Linked DNA regions of Mus musculus: region 2 is linked to region 1. Evidence: chromatin contacts called from public HiChIP or PLAC-seq data. All regions are on one chromosome and are shown on one strand. The core of a region is the stretch at or near the end of the contact, and the rest is flanking DNA. Distances in the headings are between cores, read along the strand shown. Region 1 has its middle 17 kb from the start of Fam214a. Region 2 overlaps Mapk6 (mitogen-activated protein kinase 6).

Region 1 (4,234 bases), core at 1,687-4,186:
CAGCTACAAATGCTTGGGCACTATTTTCACAGGTGCTGGGGGTCTGAACTCAGGTCCCCTTGCTTGCATGGCGAGTGCTCCACCCACCAAACAATCCTTCCAACTCCCTTGACTCACTTCTTTTGCTCATAAGGATACAATGAACTACACCTCAGAATTGTCTCTCTATCTTCTAACATGCAATCCTATTTGCTTATAAGGAAATTTTTATTTGCAAAACACAACTAGAAGAAAGTTGGAGTTCATAGGATCCAGACCCACTGTTTGATTTTGAGACAAGACTTCTGTTCAGGTCCAGGAATTGACTCACAAACCCCAGAAACACTAATATCAGTCTGGCAGGGATAGTTTACTAAGCATATGCCTCAAGACTGGCCAGCCAGGGCCATGTTCCAGTTCAGGAACTGAACCATGACCCCACGTTAAGATCCTACGGGGTTTTAAAGCCCCAAATCCACCAACATCTATGCCAAGTGATTTCACCAATCAGGATTTATGGATAGGGGATTTCATTAGGAACATGTCTTAACTTGCCAACTAGGATACCAGTTACTAACATACATGTCTCTTTCTGCCAAGTACGATGTCAGTTTCCAGAGAGGTCTTGGGAACTTAAATTTTGCTGGACCACTATTCAAAATGGAAGTCTTATTCCCAATAGTGTGGGTGCCTCCCTTACATTGGGGTCTATCCCAGGAGCAGCTTATACTATAAAAGCTTGTACACGGGTACAGGAAGTACGGGTTATTGATTTGAGCCTAAGCTTATTGTGGGTAACTATACAAAACAACTCTATTGACTTGTATCATGATTGGTTTCCAAGAGCACAGAATTTAAGGGAATATGTAGTCCATCGTGGCATTAGAAAACTTCCTAGTAACAGCAGAAACATGAGAAAGTTTCCTCATAATGGCAGGTTAGCCAAGTTAACTGTTACGTAGGCCTTACATTTTACCTAGGCCTTAACAGCCTCAAAGCCCAGGATGGCTTTCCACTGACTACATAGTAAAAATGATTTCCAGTTTCCCATCTCTCTTGACTTTACCTCCCAAGTGCTGGGATCAGAGGTATGCACTACCACATCTGGTTTATACATTGCTAAGAATCAAACCAGAGTTTTGTGCATGCTAGACAAACACTCCATCAACTGAGCTATAACCCAAGTCTCAGAACCACTAATTTTAAAGAACTGTTTCTGTTACTGTGGGTAGCCCTGGATGTCCAGTGCTTTTAAAAAAAATGGGCAAAAGACTTGACTGGAAACTTGGAAGCAAATTTTTTCACGTGGTTAAATGAAAAGACAAGAAGGGAAAAGAATAAGTAAAACAGGTAGGGGGGGCACCCAGGCTTGCAAATAACTCAGAAAATATAAATGAAGCTTGAAGAAACCTCAAAGGCTAAAATTGCAAATATTAACATATCAAATATTCTCAAGGATGTAGAATTTGTATTTGTTGCTGCAGGGATGCTCTGTTTTTAGAAACCTACCTGTTAGCTTCAACTATAGTTAAACTTGCCTCTCTTTTATCATCCAGTAATTCTATCCAATGCTGAAAATCAAACCCACAGTCTCTGACTTGCTGGGTAAGCACTCTACACGGAGCCACATTGCCAGCCCTCATTTCTCTTTTTAGTTTGAGACAAAGTTTCACTGAGTTGCTCAGCCCAGACTTGAATTCTGTAGCCCGGCCAAGCCTTGAACTTGGGATCCTCCTGTACCAGTCTCCTCGATAGCTGGAATTACAGGCCTGCACCACTGGACCTGAATTAGCAATTGTACTCCTTGTACTCAAGAGAACTGAATACACAGGTCCTCTCATTTGTATAATACTGTGGCCAGAGCTTTATCCAAAAGATGAAATAATCAATTCCATCAGGAAGGAAATAAACTATGATACATGTACAGAGTAGGACATTACACCTTAATTAAAAAAAATGGCTTAAGAGTAGTGGTGTGTATCGGTAATTCTATCCCTCCCGAAGCCGAGGCAAGAGAATCAAGGGTTCAAGGTCAGCCTGAGCAAAGTAGTAAGCCAGTCTCAATGCACTAAGAGCTGGAGATTCAGCTCACTCCTAGCACTGTCCCAGAGTGCACAGGACACTGGGTTGAATCTCCTAATGGCACAAACAAATGTACAACTCAGAAAGAAATGATCAGCCCCAGCAAGATGAGGAAACCTTACAGAGGCTGTGAATGACAGCTAAACAAGGAAGAATGATGAGAGAAGGGAGCAAATTGGGACAGGGAAAGACAACTATTACATATTTCCACATATGGAATCTACATTTAGTAGCACATATGGGTATATGAGAAAGAGGACAAGAGACTATTTGGAGAGAGGAAGGGGACAAAGGAGAGTGATGGTGATGAGCAGAAGTGCATGATACTTACATCTGTAAAAGGTATAGCAGAGTTTATTTTTCTATTGTCTCTGCCAACTAGAAATGGTGGTGGTGGTGGTGGTGGTGGTGGTGATGATGATGATGATGATGATGATGAGACCTGCCAGATATGAGTCTATAACTCCTCTTATATAAAAGCTAACCAAAAGCATGTCTAAAAGATGTTCATAGAAGCCGTTCTAGGGGATAAACAGAAGGAAAAGCACACAGTGGGCCCTCAGGGATGCAGAAAATGCTCTGTCGTTTATCTAGATAGTGGCTATCTAGATATAGACTGTGGGCTGGACATGTAATCACTTTACTATTTAGATGCTATTACTCGTGCAACAACAGACTAAATAAACAAATCAGCCGCAGTGGTCATGATTTTGGAGATTTGTGTGTGGCCAAATTCAGGGGAATGGTTTTGAAAAAGTCCAAGACAAACTGCCACTTGACCTAGTGGAAAGAATAAGAAAGCTATTCTTGGATGGGTGAAACAGGGAAGTGAAAACAGAAGTATTTTGAGAATAGAAGCTCTGTATGAATGTTGATCATTAGTGGAAGCATTTCCTAGCTGCACAAGAGCCTGGTTAAACCCAAAGGCTCACTCACCAAGCACTGTGGTAGTGTGGCCTCCTGAAGTGAGCCACCAGTACCTTTTGTTAAACTATCTACCTTCTATTTCCTCCTGCCTGTCTGTGCCTTCACGCTTGTGTTTGGGACTGAAGAGAATCATATTCTCGTTGTTGTCAGGCAGGCGACAAGACACGAGGAAGAGAGAGGATCTTACGTTTCTTTTCCTTCCTTTCTTCCTCCTTCCTCCACAACTCCTCTATCTTTTTCTAGTGTTTAAGTTCAGACCATGGCTCTGTGCTTGCTAGAAAATTAGTCTAATGTTGATTTACCCTAGCCCTACAGTTTAGATTCACAAATGAACTCTCAGCAGAAGACCAACAAGAATGGTCGTTCTCTGTTCTCAGATGATGCCAACTTGAGTAGGGTCCATTTGGACCATGGCTTTAGTGACTTCTGGATGCTTGAGCAGCTGAGGGGAAACATCTTCATATGTAGCCTTTTGTGAATAGGGTACCCTTGAAGTATTCTCTTTTCTTAACTGAATGTTTTCCAGATTAATTTAATATCCTTGAGCCTGGAATAGGTATGATTTGATTAATTATTGAGGTCTCCTCCAGCATCTTTCCCATTGTTCTGATGAAACTTAGTTGACTTCCTTATTATTTTGAAAAACACGCTGTTTTTAGCCCCTATTTTATATAAGTACTTTTGATTAAACTACAAGTGTTTCAAGTCTTTCTCTCTGCCTTTGCCACCAGTCTCACTATGAATTTGGCTAAAGGTAGCTGGTCTGAATACTAGACAATTTTGAACATTCCTCTGCTAAATTAATGTGTTTGCCATTTTAAAGCTAAACTCTCCACAAAGTCTTAGGTCACGGAAAGGATGTCAACAAATTCTCTGTCTGGTAGAATTAATGGCTCCTGCCAGTCCAATTACTTATAAGAGTCATATTCTTATCTAAAGGCCTTAGAGGCTGGGTTTTCAACTCTTTATAGTCTCACAGGCAGTTTGCTCTTCTGAGTTCCCGCCAGAATCACCCATACAGCTGAGCTTGCAAAAGTCTAGGGTGTGTCTAGACACTTCCAAACTCCTCCAAATACTCCACAAACCAGATGCACCATAGCAACAGCCCCACAAACCAGATCTACCATTGTAACAACCCTACCACTTTTCTGTATTCATTACTTTTCCATAACTGTGACCAAAATACCCGAGAGAACAACTTAAGGATGAAGACATCCGCTTTGTCTCACAGTTGCAGAGGGTTCGG
Region 2 (4,841 bases), core at 1,736-4,235, 470 kb before region 1:
TTTTAAACAAGTCAGCCCTTTAGAAACATTAAATGTTGATATAGTAAATGATTTGTCTTTCTTTTGTATTTTACTTATTTACATTTCAAGTGTTATCCCCTTACCTGGCTTCCCCCCTCCCAGAAACCCCCTATCCCATCCCCCCTCCACTATGATTTATCTTTATATTTTGTTGTCAACTTGACATAAACTAGAGTCATCTGCGAAGAGAGACCTCAGTTGAGATAATGCCTCCATCAGATTGTCTTGTAGTTAAGTCTGTAGGGCATTTTCTTGATTAATTGGTGTGGAAGGTCCCAGGCAGATATCTGAGTTTCAGGCCAGCCTGGGTTGCACAGTGAAGGCCTGTTTTCAAACAAAACCACTCCCGGAACAAACAAGAAAGAAAGCAGGCTCAGCAAGCCAATAAACAGGGTTTCTCCATGGCTTCTGTTTGAGTTCCTGCCTCCAGGATCCAGCTTTGAGTTTATGCCCTGACTTCCCTTTATGATAAACTGTGAGTAGTAGGTGAAGTAAACTCCTTCTCGGTCAGTTGGTCATTTTATTCCACAGTGTTTTTCACAGCAGTGGGAAGCAAATTAGTTCATCAAGTTTTTCATTTGATTTTCATTTCACTTCGGTGGCTTAAAAGTTATTAGAATGTTGGTCTGGTGAGATGGCTCAGCAGGCTAAGGTGCTTGCCACGCAAACCGGGTGACCTGAGCTAGAGCTCAGTAATTCATGTGCAGGGGGAAGGGGAGAATTGTCAGATGCCAGAGTTGTCTCTGACCTCTGCATGCATGCCGTGACGAGCGTGGATCATAGACACAAAAGTAATACATAGAACTTCAAAGGCTTTGGCATGTAAGAACCTTAACATTTACTTCTGCAGCCAGAAAACACACACACACACACACACACACACACACACACACACACACCTGTGTGTGTGTGTGAAAGAGTGGCATGGATGTGTTGCTCCAGCTACAGGCTGTAACTTGGTTCTGTGTGCTGCTGGAGATTGAGCTGGGCCTTCCTGTGTGGTAGGCAAACATTACCAAATGAGCTGTATTCCTAGTAATCTAGATTTGTTTTGTTTTGTTTTGTTTTTCTTTGTTTGGTTTTTTGAGACAGGGATTCTCTGTGTAGCCCTGGCTGTCCTGGAACTCACTCTGTAGACCAGGCTGGCCTGGAACTCAGAAATCCGCCTGCTCCTGCCTCCCGAGTGCTGGGATTAAAGGCGTGTGCCACCACGCCCAGCTAGATTTTTATTTTTATTTTTTTAACTAAATTTGAAATTAGATATCTAAGTCTCAGTTTGGTAATTCTTCCCTCCTTTATGTACAAACCGAAGTGATGGTAGGTTTTTTTGCCCCCTAACTTACTTTATGCCTGGTTATTTTTTTTTAATGGCTGTTAGAAAGCAGTGTCAATTTCCCATAGTCCTGTTCAACAACGCACACACATTTCCTTCTGTTTCTCTTACTTGGATCAATCCCTAGTGCCATAAAATCCAATGAATGAATGAATGGGTCCTTCAGTGGAGTCAGTCATAGTTCAGTTAATGAATCTCCATCTATGGCTTATGGCCACCCTGTGGAAAGTATAGTGCAGACATCATGGAGGATACTGTGAACTATGATACGATTTATAATGTGTTTCTCACATTCTTCTCTGGTGACATCGTCATTTTTCTGGCTTTCTTGCAGGCTTCTGTTTCACTGCTAGTGATGATCAGTTCTCAGTCCTCCCCTGATACACACTTGTTTCTTTCTCCTGACTGACTTTAAGAGCTGTTCTTTATGGTGTGTGTGTGTGTGTGTGTGTGTGTGTGTGAGAGAGAGAGAGAGAGAGAGAGAGAGAGAGAGATGTGTGTGTGTGTGTGTGTGTGTGTGTGTGTGAGAGAGACCGGTTTGGTGTGAATTCTTTTGGGCTTTGTTTTTGTTTTTAATCTATTTTGGAAGAATTCTGAGAGGTATTTCTAAGGACTGGTTAGTTCCCGGAACCTTGGAGCTCTCCCCTTCCAGCCCAACTCCTGGCTCTGCTGCCTGCAGGAGCTGCTAGTCTCTTGCTTTCCAGTGCAGCGCCATGTTTCCTTGGCTCCGCTCTAGGAGACTCTGAACGTGTTCTTCTGCAGATGCCCAATCCTGTGGAGGCGGATCCTTGTCTTGGCTTCATGTCTCAGAGGGCAGCCGCTTTGGACATGGTGGGTTTTCAAGCCCCTTTTATTTTGGGGATGCTCTCCATATGTGGGCCTGCGTGGCCTCAGCCTTGCAGCAGCGCTCCTTTCTGTGCCTCACTAAGTGCCGGGGTTAGATGTGAGTGGGTACCATACCTGACTTCCCCAGTCTTTTGTGCTCACTGAATACCAATAGAAAGAAAGGGGCTGGAGAGAGGGACGTGCACTCTGTGTTCACATACAGCCATGAAGCTCCCCTTAGAAGTTTGATTTCTCCTTAATCCTGATGGTGAAAAATTATATTGCCGGGCACAAGAGCAGTATAGTATCTTCTCTGATGAAGGGCTTGACATTTTAATGAAAACAGATGTTTTAAGAATTTTTTTTAATGAGTATGGGTGTTTTGCCTGAATGAGTGTATGTGCCCCATATTTGTGCCTGGTGACTGGAGGTCAGAAGAGTGTGTTGGATCCCCTGGAATTGTCAAGGATGGGAGTCAACTTTAGAACCTCCTGGGTGCTGGGATAGGAAGGGCTCGATTGCAGAACCATGTATGTCAGTCCTTTTAAGACTAGGTTTTGTTGCCCAGACTGGTCTTGAACTGATGCTGTGTCAGCCTCCTGAGTGGCTGGGAGCACTGCTGGTGGAGTCAGCCCACTGTTTCTGGACAGTTTTCTAAGGTCCTGTACCAGGAGCAGGCTCAGCTCCAGGACAGTGGTGATCGGTTTCACCTGTGGTTTGGGAAGGGCCTAGGTGCCTTAGACCCTGCGAGGACTACAGTGTGTGGAGGTCGGACAGACACGTGCTCTGTGCTGCCTGGGCTCCCTCGGCTTTCACAGAGGCTGCGTCTGTGGTTCCGTGGAGCACACTTCCCCGACACGGTCTGTCCCTCCACCTCCACACAGGAAAAGGGGGGCGTAACAAAGCTCAAGAGCTTTGGCTTCTGCACTCCCAGGCTTGAAACCAGTTGCATTTTCCTGTTGACAGGTTTTCATGTCTACGGTGGGGTGAGGCTCCTGAGGGAATGCCTGGAAAATGTATCTTCACAGACACTCTCCGGTGGCCAGGCTCGTCCTTAGATTCTAGAAAATCTGAGAATAGGGCTTAGCTCCTCCAAATGGCTCATCTCCTCACTGGCTAGGCTGTTTACTCATTCAGCACAGTTAGTTTATAGGGCACCTAGTAACTGCCGGATGTATGGTCAGAAAATGCTAGTAAACGGCTTAGTCTCAAACCTTTTCATTGAAAGCACACAGGCACCGTAGCGGAAGAGGGGTGGTGTCCTGGGAGAGAGAGAGAGTAAAGAATCTGCAGAATAACCTTGGAGAAGAGGAGAGTGCTTGCTGCTGTAAGAGGAGAAAGGGCAGATGCAGGGGAGAGAGCAGGAGGGAAGCCCTCAGACGTGGGTTCTCTGAGTCAGGGCTGGCACACAGTGAGCCTTCAGGGTTCTCTGTCTGACAGAATGAGATGGATGGCTACAAGAACTGACTCTTAGACTCTTAGAACGGTTAAGGTCTAATCCTCTGTGCTCTGGGATAACACTTCTTCAACTCCTTTCGTTGTGTCTTTGAGATAGATGTGTGACCTGCTTGGGTCTGTCATAGGTCAATATGGGGATGACAGGTATAGATGCTCCTGTGAGACCCTTGGTGCACTGAGAGTCAGTACTAAAGGTGGTGTCTTCACTAGCTTAGAAAACAACTCTATTGAGCTTCTGGCGTAGTGACATAGAGTAAGTTGCCAAGTTTTGGGGGTTATCTGACCTATCCTGATTGCCACACAAATCCGATGGGAATCTGTAGACATCCAAAGGTATCTAAAGAATTGCTCAAATGCTTGTGGTCCTGCGTTTGTTCCTATATTTCTTTAATCTTATGTCAGTGTGGCATTTTAGAAGCAAAGTCTTGTGGTGGTGCAGAGCTTTAATCCCAGCACTCAGTGAGTTCAAAGCCAGCCTGGTCCTTGTAGTGAGTTCCAGGCAAGCTGAGCTTCATAATAAGCTTTGTATTCCCTGGTCACTGATGAAGTCGTGGACAGGAAGAAGGTAGAGAAGATATATGCTGGACAGAGGGGAGCTGAGTAGTTACTGATACTACATGGAACAAGCCTGTTAGACCTTGCTGTCTCTCTAGTTTCCTGAGATGATTCGCCAGTACTGGTTTATATCACTGGCCTCCTTGAGGTCCAGATCCTGAAAGGGATAAGACTTCAGGCTACTCAACCTGAGGAGCAAGGAGTGCCTGTAAGCAGGCAGCGAAGCTGTGGCCTTCTATGGCCCGGGAGCTCAGTAACTGGAGAGTGTTAAGGCATGATCGCAGACAAGGGTGAATTTGATAACAGTACCATTGTGCCAGGCTTAGGAGACAGAATAGATTTCAACCCGTCCCTTCCCAAGGCAGCTGGCTGAGTTCCAGTTAACCCAGGCTGCTCACTAGTCTCCCGAGAAGAGCAAGGTGAGCAAGTGCCTTTCAGAGGCTGTCACTCTGAACAGGCTAGGTGGATACTTAACCCTAAGAAGCTGCAATGTGCTTGCAAGTGTGTGTGTGTGTGTGTGTGTGTGTGTACACGTGTACCTTTAAGACTGTTGTTATAGCCTTCCTGATACACGTCCAGTCCAGAGTTAGAACAGAAAATTAAGTTTCTATACAGTAGGGGGCATTACCCCCAGCCCCAAAAACCCAAC

What was found. HiChIP or PLAC-seq counts read pairs in DNA pulled down with a chosen protein or histone mark.
Region 2: a contact with region 1 is called in an H3K4me3 HiChIP or PLAC-seq map of bone marrow-derived macrophages, with 3 times the contacts expected there. The contact joins two enhancer-like sites. A contact is called at or near these places in 4 of 39 promoter capture datasets (the C10 cell line, cranial neural crest and pre-B cells) and 1 of 115 datasets of contacts at active chromatin or transcription factors (bone marrow-derived macrophages).

Annotation. Positions count from the first base shown.
Region 1 is chr9:74,934,178-74,938,411 of GRCm38.p6, reverse strand. No RefSeq gene overlaps it. Among named protein-coding and RNA genes, the nearest start is that of Fam214a, 17 kb to the left of the region's middle. Within about 2 kb of position 2,936, at least 31 of the 459 cell types and tissues checked have an H3K27ac peak or open chromatin away from gene starts, as enhancers often do. A contact at or near this core is called in bone marrow-derived macrophages, where this site is marked.
Region 2 is chr9:75,400,510-75,405,350 of GRCm38.p6, reverse strand. All of the region lies in intron 1 of Mapk6 (mitogen-activated protein kinase 6), which reads left to right. Among named protein-coding and RNA genes, the nearest start is that of Mapk6, 7.1 kb to the left of the region's middle. Within about 2 kb of position 2,985, at least 124 of the 459 cell types and tissues checked have an H3K27ac peak or open chromatin away from gene starts, as enhancers often do. A contact at or near this core is called in bone marrow-derived macrophages, where this site is marked.